2 separate regions of the Zea mays genome follow, and region 2 is linked to region 1. A link is a contact called in public Hi-C data. All regions are on one chromosome and are shown on one strand. Each heading gives the region's core, a stretch centred on a gene start, on an enhancer-like site or on the middle of the called end of the contact. The rest is flanking DNA. Distances are from core to core; before and after follow the strand shown. Region 1 has its middle 19 kb from the start of LOC103641890. Region 2 has its middle 23 kb from the start of LOC100192564.

Evidence for each region. Hi-C and Micro-C count contacts between places; a contact is called where the count stands out from the background.
Region 2: a contact with region 1 is called in a Hi-C map of leaf mesophyll, with 3 times the contacts expected there. The contact joins two enhancer-like sites. A contact is called at or near these places in 6 of 25 Hi-C or Micro-C datasets (bundle sheath, ear, endosperm and 3 more) and 1 of 3 datasets of contacts at active chromatin or transcription factors (leaf).

What each region holds. Positions count from the first base shown.
Region 1 is chr10:136,185,007-136,189,745 of Zm-B73-REFERENCE-NAM-5.0, forward strand. No RefSeq gene overlaps it. Among protein-coding and RNA genes, the nearest start is that of LOC103641890, 19 kb to the left of the region's middle. Within about 2 kb of position 2,540, at least 14 of the 20 cell types and tissues checked have an H3K27ac peak or open chromatin away from gene starts, as enhancers often do. A contact at or near this core is called in ear, leaf and leaf mesophyll, where this site is marked.
Region 2 is chr10:136,278,518-136,283,256 of Zm-B73-REFERENCE-NAM-5.0, forward strand. No RefSeq gene overlaps it. Among protein-coding and RNA genes, the nearest start is that of LOC100192564, 23 kb to the right of the region's middle. Within about 2 kb of position 1,899, at least 20 of the 20 cell types and tissues checked have an H3K27ac peak or open chromatin away from gene starts, as enhancers often do. A contact at or near this core is called in ear, leaf and leaf mesophyll, where this site is marked.

The DNA.
Region 1 (4,739 bases), core at 1,290-3,789:
ACCGCGCCGCGCGCCAGCAGGCACGCCGCGACGCGCTCGTGCGATGTGCGGCACAGGAGGACCACGGGGCCGTCAACGACACGGACGCCGAACACGTTGATCGAGCACCGCACCTGCCCCCGCGCCCGGCGGTCTTGGTTCGCGTGGGGCTGGGGCCATTATCAGGTTCAGGTAGGTGAGCCGGTGAGGAGACCCAGACAGAGGAGGAGCAGAGCAGGCAGCACCGACGACGCACGCGGTACGTGCGGGGTGTAGCACCGGCGCGCACGCGCATCGGCGGTGACCACTCCTGGTGCGGCGGAAGAATCTGAGGCCAGAAGCTTCGTGCCGGGAGCTCGGAGTGCATGGCGGGGAACGGGGGAAGCTCCAGGCTCGTGTCCAGCTGAACGAACGTGGCCACAACTTTGGTTTTGGTTGGGGTGGGGACGGCACGACGGCCTGGGGGTGGGGGGAATGAAACGGGCCCCTGCCTCCGAGCTGCGCTGCTGCACGGTTTCAGTCAGAACCAACGTCGTTTTCCCTAGTTTAGATGATTCGATGAGGATGCTCCTGTGCTCGAACCAGCAAGCAAGGTACAGGTTCGTTCCAGAGGGAGATGCGTGTTTTTTAAAAAGATATATCATGCATTATACGTATGTGGTAAGAAGTCGTGATCGAGCAGATGTTTCGATTTTGAAACAGACTAGGATCTAGTTTAAATTCATAATGTATTTTACTAGTACATTCAGAAGCTGAATATAGCTTGTATTGAATCTATGTATGTACGCAACGTATGCGAGTTTGAGTTGTTGGCAATTCTTCCAGAGCTGTTGCGCTTTGGTCGTGAGAGACACACGATATATCTCCAAATCCAAATCGGCCTGGTCTGATTCGAGACGCGCTACTGACTTGAGGTTGCCTGGATCCTAGTGCTATCACATTGCCTTCTTCGACTGGAGCTGCTTTTCCACAGCGCTTGATGTCAAATCCATTGAAGCGTACGTGGCCAAATAATAATGCCGCGCCGTAGACTAGAAGGAGTGGTAGCTAGTGCTGTGCTAGGGAGCACAATATTATATATATAGCACCCATTACGTTGGAACAGGCCGACAGGGGCAGAGAAATCAAACCTTGCTAAATGAAAAGAAAATCCATCACGGTATCCGTACATATATATGTGCAGAAACCAACCCGTGTGGATTCCATATGCACTGCCGGAGTCGGAATCGGACGTTGTGCCGTCTGTGTCCGGAATGGATGGCACGATCGGGCTGGTGCAATAGGAAACCTCCTATGCACCGAGGGTGCTGCGTGCTTGGCGCTATGATACTTAGGGGTGGATATCGAGCCAGCTCGGCTCGGCTCGACCGAGCTCGAGCTGGCTCGTTAAGGAAACGAGCTGGCTCGGCTCGACTCGTTAAGTAACCGAGCCAGAGAACCAGCTCGGCTCGGCTCGTTTGCGAGCTCGAGCTGGCTCGTTTAGCTCGCGAGCCAGAACAAAAAATAGTATATATGTATATATACACCAATATAATCAATTGCTAGTTAATTTCATACTAATTTAACACTAGAAAAGACTAACAATACTCATAATTTTATATATCACATCATTTAAACCCTAAACTAGCATAGTTCATCACTTATTAATTCATCCAATACAAGTATATGCTTTGTTTTACAGATAAATGCTAGCTCATTCGAGCTAACGAGCTGGCTCGAGCTCGTGTCGAGCTGGCTCGTTAAAGAACCGAGCTGAGATGTTAGCTCAGCTCGTGATAAAATTGAAACGAGCCGAGTCGAGCCGAGCCGAGCTGGCCACGAGTCGAGCGAGCTCACGAGCCACGAGTATTTTGTCCAGCCCTAATGATACTTGCTCGTCACCTAAACCAGGGAGAGAGAGAGGAAAAAAAACGTTGTTAAAATCAGAGATGTTGGAAACCCTGACAACAAAAACAAAGGATAAGAAAAGCATCAAGGATAAGAAAAGCATGCCGGAAAAAACAAAAGATAATGGGTGGGTTTTGCTCGTGTACAAATATATGTATATGGGGCATGTGGCCGCATGGGTCAACGACGTAAAACTGGATAGCGTCGGCGTCCAGCGACAAGCTAACAGACATATATTTCATACGGTGGATTATGTAAGAAAACCAAACGTACGACATAGATACACATCACAATCGATTTAAATTGGTTGAAAACCTTCTCAGAAAACTTTGTCTTTTTTTTGTTACAACCCATACGTCTCATAATTAGTTTATACAGTAGTTATTTTTTTGTATCTCCTCGATTTAGATTTCGAACCGTTATGTTCTGTTTCTGTTTTTATTAGAAATAATAAGGATCCCAGTCAAAGATGTGGCGAATAACGGAAGCCAAAACCGTTTCCTCAAAACAGAAACCGAAAAGAAGAAGAAAAAAAAGAATATAGGTGATCTTTTGCGCTATATATTTGTGTCCAAAAAAAATCGAATGATATATCGGCCTTTGGACACCCCGAACGATATGGGTGGGAGCCATTCGGTGACCCTTCTTAATTTTCCGTCTGGCCCAACAAGAGATCTTCCGGTGTGTGGTGTGGTTGACAACAGGCCTTAAGAGGCCTGGACTTGTTCTGTTTATCACACTTCCGAAAGGCTCGATCATGTTTATCGCATTAGGCTAGCACCTCCCGGATTTCTGAGGATTGAAGGTCAATTATCCATTTTTTTCCTACATCCTCGAGAATCTAAAGAGATTTTAGTTTTTAAACTAGTCTTAGCCCCCTTATACAGTTATACCCCTTTTTTCCTAAAAAAGATATACTCCCAGTTGTATACGTAGATTTATACGCGACGACACAAAAAAAAACAGTCATGAAACCATAGCATAGCGTGTGATCGATTTTCTATCACATCTGCTATCCTATTTCCTATTTTAAACTTCACTATGTAAACAATGATAAATAGCATCATCTACGATGTTGTGTCCTCTAAAATTTTTAGGAGATCCACGGGAGACAGTCTGACAGCCGCAAAGCATTGTGGCTGCTAATGCTGTAGCACAAGACCGAGTGCCTTTACAGTTCGTACCTGCAAACCCAGCATCCCGGAAGTTGCGGATCAGGGAGGTTTTATATACGACGACCTAAACAGATCCGTTATTGGTTAGTGGTGTCTTAGGTAACCAAAGCTTTGGACAGAGTGCAATGCCAACAGAATGCAGTAAACTAGCAATGCCTGCAATACCCACCTGGTGTCGCTGTTATGGCGATGGCAACTCGCATCACCAGCGGAGCCGGATTACTTCTCTAATTTATATAGAATTTGATGAGCTAGAATAAATCCTGGTTTGTTCCGGTACAACCGAACGGGCCCTTAACCGGCGCCCCGTTCGCGCTTTGGTCACGGACAGGCTGGCGAGTCTAGGTTAGGTTAGGTTAATTATTACGGCCCGGAATTGTGGTAGGATGGCCGCCGTGCCGGACGATCGATTCGAGTCTGACGCGTGGGATGTGTTGTATTATCTCTACTACTATTAAGAGCATATTGTAGACTACCCCCGTCTCCCTACGCCCGCCCGCCGCAAACCCCGTCGGCCCCAGATCCCCTCGGTCGTCTCCCTCTCCGGAACACAGGCAGCGCGGCGCGTGGTGTTGATGTACTCTGCTCATAGCCGAGCTGCAGGAGAGAAGAGAAGCCCCGCAACCCTAGGTCGCCACCTCTCTTCCTCTCAGGTTCCACTCGTCCGCGCGACGCAACGCGACGACACCGGAGGTATTCCTCTCTCCTGCTGTACAGGATCTCTTATTTCCTCGTCGTGGATCATTCGTTGCTCGGCGAAACCCCAGCCCCGGGACGGGTCTGCTCACCGTTCGGTTTCTTCGTAGGGTTTTCTGCGGGGAGGTATTCCTCTCTCCTGCTCCTCCTATACGAGAAGTCGAAGTCCAGGCATCCAGGGCCTCCCTTGCTTCCGTCGGCATCGCAGAGCGGAGACACTTACGCGCGCTCAAGGTCGTCGGGATCGGGATCCCCCGCGGCGGCTCTTGCGGCAGCCGCGACGGCGAGCAGGGCCATCGCCGCCACGCTGATCCCCGGGGCACACCGCCCACGCCACATCCCCTACGTAGACGAAACAAGCCATCGCCTTTTGTCCGTTTGGGCTCTTCTAGCATCGATGATCCTCCGTAGTTTATTTCGGTAAAAACTCAATTTCTCTTTTTTAGGTTCTACTACTATTTTGGCTGGATTCCTGAAATTCATCCTACTATGTTCATGCAACGACTCTGCAAGTGCAGAAGCTGAAGTCGATGGGTAGTGCTACCAAGACCAAGCTTGTATGCCGAGCGATGAAACGAATTCTCACCTTATAGTACTCAGTATAAGGTATACATTCGCTTCTTATTGGCTCCCTGTCTTTCAGTACTTGTTTTATTGGTTTAACATGTTTCTTTTTGCAGCTTACACATTATACATACTTCACCAATGAACAGCTCTACATTTTACCAGGATGTTGTCGACTGTCACCAGCGACCCATTGTCTATCGTCGAACTGATCACAGTTATTATTCTCTTATTTTTTTAATTGAGGAAGTGAGCTGGCTTGTCTGGATGTAAAATAAGAAATACACCATGTGTTGTTGCTGCAGAGCTCAGTGGCCAGTAGCAGTGTGACCGCCTTGTCGTTGATGCACGACCGACAACCTACTTGTGCGCCGATCACCATACTAGGTCTGGTCGAGTCCAACGCCGTCGCTCATCACGGTTCTATCGGCTGGAGCA
Region 2 (4,739 bases), core at 649-3,148, 93 kb after region 1:
ATGCGGCGGCGCGAGGCTCCCTGGACGGCTCGTGGGTGCAGCCCCCGGTGGCGGTGCGGGCGGCACCGGCGTGCGGCCCCTCGGCGGCACGGTGCAGACTGGCGCGGCCCCGTGGCACTCTCGGCGGCACAGGCGTCCCGGCGCGGCAGCGGCCCTGCGCGCTGCCCGGCGCGGCGGCCCCCGGCCTCGGCAGCAGGCGAGGCCCCTCGGGCGCGCGGGCGCAGCCCCTCGACAGCGCAGGTGCGCCGTCCCCGGCCCTAGCCACGACGCTGGTACTGCGGATCCGACCCCGGTGCGGGAGCGGGCGTGGCGGCTGCGCATGGCGCAGCGCGGGCGCGGCCGCCCGGCCATGGTACGCGCGAGCGCGGGCGCGACCCAATTGCTCACGGCCTCGGCGTCCTCTTTTGGCTAGGCGTGGGCGCGACCGCAGTCTCGGGTCGACGGCAGGCGGCCTCGGCGCGGGCGCACAGCCCCGGCCAGGCGGGCACGGCGGCCCGGCGGCAGCGGCCCCGGCAGCGCGCGGCAACCGGCGCACGACCCCGTCCAGGCGGGCACGGCGGCCCGGCGCGGGCTCTGCCGGCCAGGGCGAGTGTTCCTCCGACCATGGCGCGGGCGAGGCCTTCCAGCGCGCTGCGCGGGCGTGGCCCAGCGTCCAGCGGCCCTGACGCCAATGCTTGCACCCGTGCGAAGCCCCGTAGCCAGCAATTCCATTGTTTGCATGAATGAAATCATCGAGACGATTGACACATAATAAATCCTTACAGACTTGCTGTAGATTCATAGTGCTAGATGTGGACAATAAAGCGTCGCTGTATGCTTCTCCTTTTCTTTTTGGCGTGTGTAGCGGCATCCTTTGTTCCTGCCTGGCGTCATCCCACTTAGTTGTTCTTTTGCATTATGATTGAAAGCCTTCATGCTTCCTCGGTCAATCACCGGTGCGCACTGGGAGCATCGCCGGAAAAAAAATCTTCCGCTAAGAGTAGCTTCTTTCTTCTTTTCTTCTCTGATCTCGCGAGCAGTGCTGATAACGTGTTGTAATCTACTCCGTGGTAACGAGATTGAGAGAGACAAATGACAGCGATGTCCTTTATTGCAGAGGAGATTCTGTTTATATACAAGCAAAGGTGCATCCCCAAGGGATGTGTCCCTTGGGGAGAAACCGTCGCGCTCTTTGGAGTGGATTGGTCACAAAATATTGTAACAAAAACAAAGAGGCCGGCCGAGTGTGTGTGCCTTTGTGGTGGGGTACTGGGGTGGAGGCTGGAGGGAGGGACGGGGCCCGGCGGAGAGGGAGGACGCCCTGGCTGACTGGCGGCAGATGCAGAAAGAGATCAGGGAGAGAAAGCAAGCGAGGGGAGCCTACAAAAGGAAGGGCTGGTGGCGCATGTACTGCCATGTCGTACGCATGTGTGTATCTACGATCCATCTACCCCCTGGCCGATCTGCTGACACCTTTCCTTCTCCCAGCACGAAACGCAACGGCGCGAGAGCTACGACCTCTAAAGACTCGATCGATCCACCTCTCTCTAACACTCTACTCCGCCGGTTTACACGATCCACGAATCCTGCCATGCGTACACCTGTACGTATCGTATGCAGGTCTGTAGCAGATCATCAGTGGTAGAGAGCGATCGTGGTTCTTCCGGTACCGGCCCTTCTACAGCATGGGCCCCGGGCCGGACGGCCATGGTGATGCATGGATATGGCCAGACGGCCATACGCGGGGGAAATTGACGAACCGGGGCATATGCATGCGGACAAAACAGGGAGCGCGGTTACCTAGAGGTGGGTGAAACGGAACGGCCGGCCTGCGCCGAGCGCGGCGGACACGTACCCTGCTCCCCTGCCGCCGTGGGCAGGGCGGGCGCGGACAACGAACTGGGCCGGGCTGCTGCGCTGACATCTATCGCCCCCTTCCCCGTCGGAGCTAGTACACACACACACGTATTGCACAGCCAATGCACGCCCGGCCCCCCTCACGCCGTCACGCGCTGCATGCATGGGGCCATCTGTACCGCAACCGCTCGCGGCTCGCCGCCATCTATCTATCGCCCCCGGCCCGCGCGCCGTGACACACATATCGCACGTCCGCTCTGCATGCCTACGGCCATCTGTACCTCCTCTGTGCCTCTATCTATCCGGACAGCCGCCATCGTCACCCAGCCTGTGTACAACGCCCGTGGTGGAGATATATAAGGTGTTTGTTTGATGAATTATTTTATCTAAAATAAGATAGATTATGGGTTCATTAATTAAATTTGGTGGGACGATCACATTTTTAACTATGATGAATAATGTAGTGATAGATTAACTCATTCTATTATACAAAGCAAACGAAAAAAAAAAGTAAGGAGTGATAAAATGAACTACCTCATTACCATTACTGCGCGCTGGCCAACAATTAAGATCCTTGCGTAGTTGCGTCAGCTACCTATATAGATCGGAAAAGATGTTTGATTTGCCTTCATGCATGCAGGAACGGAACGCCACTGACAGGATGCGTACGTGTGTATATTTACCGCCACCGCTGGTGTGCATGGCGTGGGTAACCAGTTAACGACTCCAAACGGCAGAGCGAGACGGGTGGGTCCCCAGCTGAGGCGGACAGTTGCGATGAGGCTGATGAGGTGGTCGCGCCCGCGGCAGGACAACATGGTTGGCTGTGGGCCGGCCCGTACTTGTAGGCCCATGCATAGTGCGTGGGGTAAGGCGGTCATTTTCTCTTCTATTGGTGCCTGCGCAAGGGCTGGGCAAAAAAATATCGAAACTCGAACCTGGAATACCTGAATCTAAACCCAAAATACCCGAAATCCGAATTTTGTTCGGTAATTTCGGGTAGCAACTTGCAAAACCCGAATTTATTTCGGTTATTCGGGTATCACAATCGGTAACCCGAAATATCTGAACTTTCATGTGTCATTTACTCATGTCATGTTTAATTATTAATTTGTACATCTATAATTATGTGTAAATGTGCATAACTTGTGATTGTAAATTGCATGTGTTTTATATGTCCATGTATATCATTATTTAAACTATATTTTTATACTAATTTAATAAGGTGTTTGTGTTTTTATGAAGCCAACACAACAGTTCGGGTAGTTCGAAATTACCTGAACCCGAAATTCCGGGTACCCGATTTTTCGGGTATTGTAAAATCTGTTGTAATTTCGGGTATCAATTCTCAAAACCCGAAATTTTAAATACCCGAATTATCGGACCCAAAAATTTAGGGTAACCCGAATCGTTCACCCCTACCTGTGATGTACGCGCGCGTATGCCTGTACCCTGACAAGGCGCCTCTATGAAATACCCAGAAAAATCTACCTTTGTATACGTACACGCACTTTGTTCGATACGTGTCTGCTCTTAGGGATCGTAACGTGCGAAAATTTAAGGACTATTTGTTTCGTAGTTAACTGTGTCACGCTTTGACTAAAATTAGTCATCAGAATTAAATAACTAAACTTAGTCAGAAAAATTAGAGAAAGTGTGGCAAATTAAACACGGAACCAAACATACCCTTAAACTTGGATCCACACAGCGAGAGTCGCATTCGATCTTCGTCCAGATATTCACTAGAACCATCCACACTTACTCTCTGATATCATGTTATTTGTTGTTTTATACAAGGTTTAAATTAAATTTATAAAAGTTTAACTATAAAAGGCTGTTTTGTTATTTAGTTTTGATATATAATATTTATGTTCACCGATTTATCTTAAAAAAGTACTTTTATAAACATATAGATGTATTAAGTGTTTATTGGTATTTAAAAATATATAGTTAAAGCTATATTTTGTAGATCATGTCGTTGTACTACACGACAAATAATAGAACATTGAAGAAAAGTAGGTCGCAGGGTTCACATGCCACCGATTAATCATGCTTACAAAGCTGAAAGCTGTCACGTGCCAAGCTAGTTGTACTTTGTATCTATCGATAGCTAAATAATGCCAGATGCCATCAATCATCCAGACTCTGGATAAACCGTGCACCCAACACTCAGTACATGGAGTGGATAAACATGGTACTAGTCTACTAGAAAAGTCTACGTATTCTATCCACCCTCGGTAATCCGGACGATTGATGTGTGGCATCACGAAATAGTATTTGACGGAACATATATGACATATATCATCCAGAAACGACAGATTACGGCGGCACATACTGTTGCATCATCCGTTAGTCTCTATTAAACGGTGGCAGGTCGTCGCACTTGCGTTCGCCTTGGTTAACACTTAACGGAGACGGGCAACTTAACAAAACCGCTTTGTTAGTCACTATTAAAAGAGGCGGGTATGTTACGTCTTCCGCCTCTTTTAAATGATTAACGGAGACAGACAGATTAAGGCAATCACCTACGTTAATTGCTTATTAACATAGACAACTATCTTAACTCGCCCACCTCCGTTAATCGTTCAAAAGAGGCGGGTGTCTTAAAGAGGTTGTCTCTATTAACAGATTATCAATAGAGGCGGGTTTTTGTAACTTGTCTGTCTCCGTTAATCGACGCCTATATATACACATAATGGCCGCCTTTTTCTTCCTCATGTTTTCTCCCCATTAAAAAAACTTTGAGCTTCAGGGCCCCTTTGGTAGGGCTTATTTTCAGCTTCGGCTCTGCCTCATGCAAAAGTTGTGCCAAACACCTCTTTTTTCAAATGGCTTCACCAGTGAAGTGCTTTTCCAAAATGAACTAAAGGGCATGAGCCAAAAAAGTGGCTCACCCGGCTTCA